Linked DNA regions of Ovis aries: region 2 is linked to region 1. A link is a contact called in public Hi-C data. All regions are on one chromosome and are shown on one strand. The core of a region is the stretch at or near the end of the contact, and the rest is flanking DNA. Distances in the headings are between cores, read along the strand shown. Region 1 overlaps USP10 (ubiquitin specific peptidase 10). Region 2 has its middle 8.7 kb from the start of ZDHHC7.

Region 1 (3,555 bases), core at 153-2,652:
GCTGCCACTGAGCCAGGTGGAAAGCACGTACTCAGAGACTTGCCAGCTCTGGGCCCAACAGCTGGTGCACTCGACAGAGAGCCCACTCCAGAACCCGCACAGAGAGCCTTGGCTATGATGGGTACACCTGTGCCAGAGGATCCTTAGGAAACAAACAGTAATGAGCAATTATTTCCAAAACTCACCTTGGAGGTCTGACACTTTGAAGCATAGAATAAACTTTAATTCATTAGCCAAAGTGGTTTGGTGATTAAAGCTACTGGAGTCTACAGCAAAAACGTCAAGCAGAAAGGGAAAGGAAGGAAGCCTGCCCCCATGGTGCGTGCTTACCGTCGGGGAGGTCACCAGCAGCCTGTGCGCCACACAGAACTGTCCCGCCGTACGGAGGAAGCTGCCCAGGGAAGTGGAAAACAGAGTTTAACTCAAAAAACTGTTAAAGTTCAACACATGCTATTTCATTAAAGCAACCCTCATTAAAAGGCTATTTATCCATGCAACTTCTCATAACACTTATTTTTAACAAAATAACACAGATGGGGAGACAGTAAGATTAAATATCTTCATTTTAAAACACCATTAGAAAGCTTTCCAATACTGATTGCTATTAAACAGATCCAAAAATGAGGTAAAAAATTAAAATGGGCTCCAATGGACACGTCAGTCAGCTACAAAAGGCTCATGACACACCCTCTGTTTCACAGGAGTTGCAGAGTGCACGTCGACTACTATGAACACTTGTTTTTGTCCACTGACCAGCACAGAGTCTTCGTGACCACCTGCACACACTGCTCACCGTCACTGCAAGTCCACTCAGCCACAGGCGGGAACCACGCCTGGGGACAGTGAACAAAGCAGCTGGGAAAGAAAAGCCTGAGAATCACGGCTCTCTTTTAACAGGGTGCCTTAAATAACTGGGTTAACAGCTGGCAACCACATTCCTTGTTTGGAAAAGAGACAGCAAAATGGCCAGTGCCTGGGCTCTCTGCAAAATGCAGGACGGTATCACGAATATGCCAATTTCTTTCCCTCCTAGCTATTCCATAATACTTAGGAAAGTGAAGTGAAAGTGAAGTCACTCAGTCGTGTCAGACTCTTTGCGACCCCGTGGACTGTACCCCACCAAGCTCCTCTGTCCATGGGATTCTCCAGGCAAGAGTACTAGAGTGGGTTGCCATTTCCTTCTCCAGGGGATCTTCCCGACCCAGGGATCGAACCCAGGTCTCCTGCATTGCCAGCAGACTCTTCACTGTCTGAGCCGCCAGAGAAGCCCAAGAAAACAAAAGGAACTGACCACTTTCTGGACTTGAGAGGAGTGCATATTTTCACCACACAGGGGCACTCCAGCACTCATCACGGCAAAGCACTGTGTCCCCAGGCGGGCTGCACTTGAGCCTAAAGTGCAAGGCCATTCCACACACGACTCCAACGCTCCCATCTGGTGCCCCAGCCTTTATCACTGGCGTGGACACACAGAGCAATTCAGTGTGTCTCGGAAAGCCACAAATCACGATGATGTCCCTCTGCAGTCACAGAAGACAGCAAACTCCCAGACACAGCCTTTATTCCACTGATGACACTAGGGTGCCCCCTGGTGATAAAAATCTAACTTGTAAGGCACTCAAAGTCTTGTTTTTTGGAATCAGACTGTACTCACAATCTAGGGAGTAGGAAAGCCCCTGGCATGCCCCAGGGCAATGCTGCTGTTTTCTGCTAAGTGTGTTTAAAACACTTACTTTGGTTTACTAACTTGGTAAGAGCATAACTGGGCATTACTAGAATGCCACAATGAGTTCAACAACAGAAAACGTGTGTGTTTTTTTTTTTTTTTACACTCCATACACTGCATATGGTGCCTGTGATGCAGCAAACCTCCATCAGCTCTAAGAAACCCCTTTATGGTAACTGGGTATAATAAAAATGCAGCAGAATAAAACTGCAAGAATTGTTCAAAGTTCTCTCTTTAACTATACAGTTACTTATAAGAACAGAGAATTTTCTAAGCAAAAATATATAATCTCACACACAAAAGGAAACTGAGCAATAGAAAAAGCTGAAATTTATTTGTATTAGATACAAAACCAAATCAACTTACTCTGAAAACAGTGCTACCATATTGTGAGGTCAATACTCAGGACCTTCAATAATAAGAAGGTAGTATTTTTAAATCTTTTTGCTATTGCTATGGGGTAAGGGGTAGAGCCCCACCACCCACACCCATACACACACACACTCAACACCACAATCTCAAGTTGTATTACATACCGAACTGAAAACAAAAACTTTAAAAACTTATTAAATGTTTTTATGACCTCAGGGAAGGAAAAAAATTTCTTAATATTTTAAAAATCCACAAACTATGAGGAAAAGAAATACAAGACATTAAAACTTTAAAATATACTCCCAAAGATTATTAACCCTATAAAACAGTAAGAAAAAAACAAGCCATTTGATAAAAATACAGACGAAAGATACAGAACAGGTAATTAACAGAAATAGAAATCTACTCTGCCAATGGACATATGAAAGTAATGTAATGGTGCTCAAATGTTTATAATCTGGGAGATTTAAATTAAAACGACAAAAATCTACTTACTCCATCAGATTAACAAAAATTTTAAGTATGTCTATACTGAGAATGGGGCTTTCCAGGAGATACTAGTGGTAAAGAATCCAAGTGTCAATACAAGAGACGTGGGTTTAATCCCTGGGTTGAGAAGATTCCCTGGAGAAGGAAATGGCAGCCCACTCCAGTATTCTTGCCTGGGAGATCTCATGGACAGACTGGGAATTATCAAAAATTTTTCTTTTTAATGGGGTCTAAAAGATCCCTATAGTTATGGCTATGGTCTTCCCAGCGGTCATGTAGAGTTGTGAGAGCTAGACCATAAAGAAGGCAGAACACCAAAGAACTGATGCCTTCAAACTGTGGTGCTGGAGAAGAGAAGGTCCTGAAAGTCCCTTGGACAGCAAGAAGATCAAACCAATCAATCTTAAGGAAAATCAACCCTGAATACTGGTTGGAAGGACTGATGCTGAAGTTGAAGCTCCAGTATTTTGGTCATCTGATGAAACCAGCTGATTCAATAGAAAAGTAGAAAAGTCCCTAATGCTGGGAAAGATCAAGGGCAGAAGAAGAGGGCATCAGAGAGTGAGTGGTTGGATGGCATCACCAATGCAATGGACATGAACTTGGGCAAGGAGATGGTAAGGGACAGGGAGGCCTGGCGTGCTGTAGTCCATGGGGTCGCAAACAGTATGACGTGACTGACAACAGCAAAAACTCTCATGCACTAATGATGGAAATGCAGACTGTTAAAACCACTTAGAAAGCAGATGCACTCAAGATGCTTATTCCTTACAGGGCGCCAAAGTTCCATTCCTAGGAATACTTCTTGGAGAAACCCACAGAGGAGCATGAGGAGACATGACAAAATACGATTACTGCCACATTTCTGTACTAATGGGAGAACTGAAGACCTAGACAGTCCCCCTCAACATGAAAACAGCTAAGTTCAATACTTAATAGTTAACGGGGAATTTTCTGGCAATTCAGTG
Region 2 (3,445 bases), core at 215-2,714, 210 kb before region 1:
TAGCTCTGTGCAGACTTGATAAAACTAGAAATGAAAGACTATGCATTATAACTGATGCCAGAGGAAGATCACAAGAGACCACGGTGAGCAACTATGGCCAGCAAGCTGGATAACTAGAAGAGGGAGGTCGATTCCCAGGATCAGAAACCTGCTGAGGCTGAGTCACGAAGAAACAGCATCCCCTAGAAGGCGCCAGCTGAGATGGACGCCACGGTGTGTTTGGGGAAGCGTGGCCAGTCATCACTGTTCTGGGGGATGCAGAGGCAAGTGTCAGCGGCACATACTTTGTTTTGAGGAATTTGTGGGGGCAACTTGAGACCTCAAATCGCTAAAGAAGCAATGTTCAAATCAAATGAAGCGTCTGGGGTTTAATTTTGCTGCTTCTGTTGCATCTCGTTCTGTCGCCCTTGAGGACGTCGTGTGGGACAAGTCAGGAAAGGAGATGAGAGGGCTCCTTCAGAGTCAGCGCCTGGCTGCCGTTGGGTCTGGTGAGGCTGCACAGGGCAGGTGGCCCTTGCAGGTCTGCCGTCTTGGAACAGCTCTGCTACTTCCCCCACCCTGGCCAGCCCAAAGGGGGTCACCCTGCTCGGAGGCCAGCGGCAGGTCTGTCTGAAGGCCTGGAGGCATCATCGGATCACCAGGTGCTGCTGGGCCCACTCTGAAGGGGACGTGGCCCTCCGGGTGCAGAAGCTCTGACTCGCTCGCAACACAGGCGCAGCAACCCTGAAGGCCTCTCCCTGACAGGCCAGGCATGGCACGGCCAAGCTCCACACGCCATCCAGCCACAGGTCCACCAGGAAACTCAGACTTACAGGCAGCAACCAGTCCTCCAACACACCAGTACCATCCCCAGGCTGGGAGAACTTGAGTTCCAAGAAAAGCCCCACGTACATAGATAAATAATGGTAACGATCGCCAAGATGTGATTTTTACATTTCCAGTTTCCAAAATGTCTTCCTCTGTGACCAGATCACATGTTCCCTATGACCTCCCAGGCTGGTAACAGTGCACCCATTTTATAGACCAACAGACTTTCATCGAGGTTCTCACAGGGAGGAAGGAAGGAGCGAGTCCACATGGACGTTTAGAATAAACACACTGTCTTCTAACCTAGATCCGTCTCTGCTTTTACTTTTTAAAATACTGAGTTCAGGGACTTTCCAGTGGCTAAGACTCCGTGCTCCCAATGCAGGGGCTCAGGTTCGATCCCTGGTCAGGAAACCAGACCCCGCAAGCCGCATCCACAACTGAAGATTTCCACGTGCCACGGCTCAGATCTGGCACAGCCAAACACATACAGGGACCTAAGAATTTTTAAAGCACTGAGTTTGAAAACAGTTAGTAATAACTTCCTTGAATAACAAGGAACCGAAAACAATAAATTAAACCTTCACTGATCCCAGGTAGCACAGGGCTGGGGACAATGCTGAAAGCAAAGGAGGGTCAGTCCTCAGCCTGGCGGCGGCATCGCATCCACCAGAGGGCGCCATTGGACAGCAAATGCACCCACACTGCACGCTGCAGAGGCCACAGAAAAATTCCCACACCATTGTCTCATCCAGCTTGCCAGTCCACAAATATTTACTGATTACCTACTATGTGCCGGCAAGGCCTCTGCCCTCAGTAAACACAAACACAAGAAACTGAATGTGTAATTATACACTGTGATTCATGCTAAAAAACAGCAGCAGGGAGAGGGAGCATTAGTGTCAGTGTGATGGAGACTGAGGATTCGGGGAAGGGCTGGGGCAGGGAAAGGTGTGGTGCTCAACTCTGAATTGGAGCTGGTTAAAATCGGAGAACTCGGGATGGAAGAGCCAGTGAAAGTCACATGTCAGCCTGCTGGGCTCAGGGGAGAAGCTGAGGAGTTAACACGTGCGCAGACACCGAGGTCATCCGCCGGGTGGAGTGGAGGTTCACCTGAAGCAGATTTCTTAGACACAGGCCAACCACCTTCCCCAAAGTCCAGGAGCGAAGCTCTGAAGATAAGGACTTCAGAGACATTTCCTTGTTGGGTGGGTTGTTAGGGCCTCAGTGGGAGCAGGGTTGGCCTCTGCTGTGGGGAGCTGGCCCAGCGTGGTGCAGGGGTGGGGGGTTAAGTGGCTGGGAGGGGTCTGCACATGGCCTTTCTCTGGCCTCAGCCTGGGTGATAGTCTGCATCTGGGTGCCAGAGGAGAGTTGTTCACTGGGTGGCTTCGCAGGCTGGCTGGCACACATGGGGTTCCGTGTCCCAGAAAGCTCAGTGACCAAGCAGCCTCCGTGAGGGTTACTTTGTGGGCAGACCTGGCTTCAGCCTGCGTGGCTGTGAGACATGGTTGAAAGAGGCAGATATGCCACACTGTCCATCCCTGCCACCTCCCAACTGTGTGACCTGGGGCCAGTGCCTCCACCTTTCTGGCCTGTTTCCTCATCTTTACAACGATGCAACACCACTTCCTGCCTCGTGCAGCCTTTGGGAGGGTTAGAAAGGAGGGGCCACAGAGGGCTGGCCAGGAGGGCTGGCGCACAGCAGGCACTCCAGAAACGGGCTGATGCTGACGGGCCATCCACTGGAGGGCTCTGCAGCCACGCAGGACCTCAAGCCAGACCTGGTGTGCAGGGGGCAGTCAGATTCTTCGTCCATCTTGCTTGCCCTTTCTTGGTTTATTTGGACTAACATGGAGTCCTCAGTTAAGATCTTGCAAGATTTTTTTTTTAACCAAATAAAAACATAACCAACTAAACAAAACCAAGCCCATTTATAACAAAGTCCCACCAGGGCAAACATTTGCAATCTCCCCAGAAAGCATTTTATCCATGGCAGGGAGGCCTGTGGAATTTTAAGAGGCTGCAGCTCGTGTCTTTGAAAACCACCAGCGACTTCGTGTTTGTCTAGGACTCTCTCCCCGCGGAGTACTTTTCCATATGCCCTCATTTCCCAGCAGAGCCTGAGGCCTGTGGGCAGCCAGTAAGGCGCTCTGCACTCAGAGTGATGCCATGGGGCAGAGGCTGCAGGCTGGTGGCCGTGACCTGGATCCAGCCCCCACGGGTGGCTCAGATACCACGGTCAGTTGCTAACATCTGCAAATCAGAAGATTCCACCTAGAAATGCAGATTCACGGCTGCTCGGGCCCCATTCTTCCTGGCCAGGTGCCTGGTGCCAGGGCAGCTGTCCCCACACACACAATCGTCAGGACAGCATTTGAATTCTTTTCAAAGGATCTATGGGGGCAAAATTCACATAAAACTGACCATTTTAAGGCATAACCCTCCCAGACTTCAGACAATCCTACAAAGCTACGGTCATCAAAATAGCATGGTATTGGCACAAAAACAGACATATGGATCAATGGAGCACAACAGAGAGCCCATAAATAAACCCACACGCCTAAGGTCAATTAATCTTTGACAAAGGAGGCAAGAATATACAATAGGAGCGACAGTCTCTTCAGCAAGTGGCGGTGCT

The links. Hi-C and Micro-C count contacts between places; a contact is called where the count stands out from the background.
Region 2: a contact with region 1 is called in a Hi-C map of hypothalamus, with 5 times the contacts expected there. The contact joins two enhancer-like sites. A contact is called at or near these places in 8 of 16 Hi-C or Micro-C datasets (blood, hypothalamus, mesenteric adipose tissue and 4 more).

What each region holds. Positions count from the first base shown.
Region 1 is chr14:10,441,043-10,444,597 of ARS-UI_Ramb_v3.0, reverse strand. It overlaps USP10 (ubiquitin specific peptidase 10), which reads right to left. Exons shown (of 14, transcript XM_027977691.3): 3 at 331-391. Among named protein-coding and RNA genes, the nearest start is that of USP10, 33 kb to the right of the region's middle. Within about 2 kb of position 1,402, at least 16 of the 54 cell types and tissues checked have an H3K27ac peak or open chromatin away from gene starts, as enhancers often do. A contact at or near this core is called in hypothalamus, where this site is marked.
Region 2 is chr14:10,647,905-10,651,349 of ARS-UI_Ramb_v3.0, reverse strand. No RefSeq gene overlaps it. Among named protein-coding and RNA genes, the nearest start is that of ZDHHC7, 8.7 kb to the left of the region's middle. Within about 2 kb of position 1,464, at least 7 of the 54 cell types and tissues checked have an H3K27ac peak or open chromatin away from gene starts, as enhancers often do. A contact at or near this core is called in hypothalamus, where this site is marked.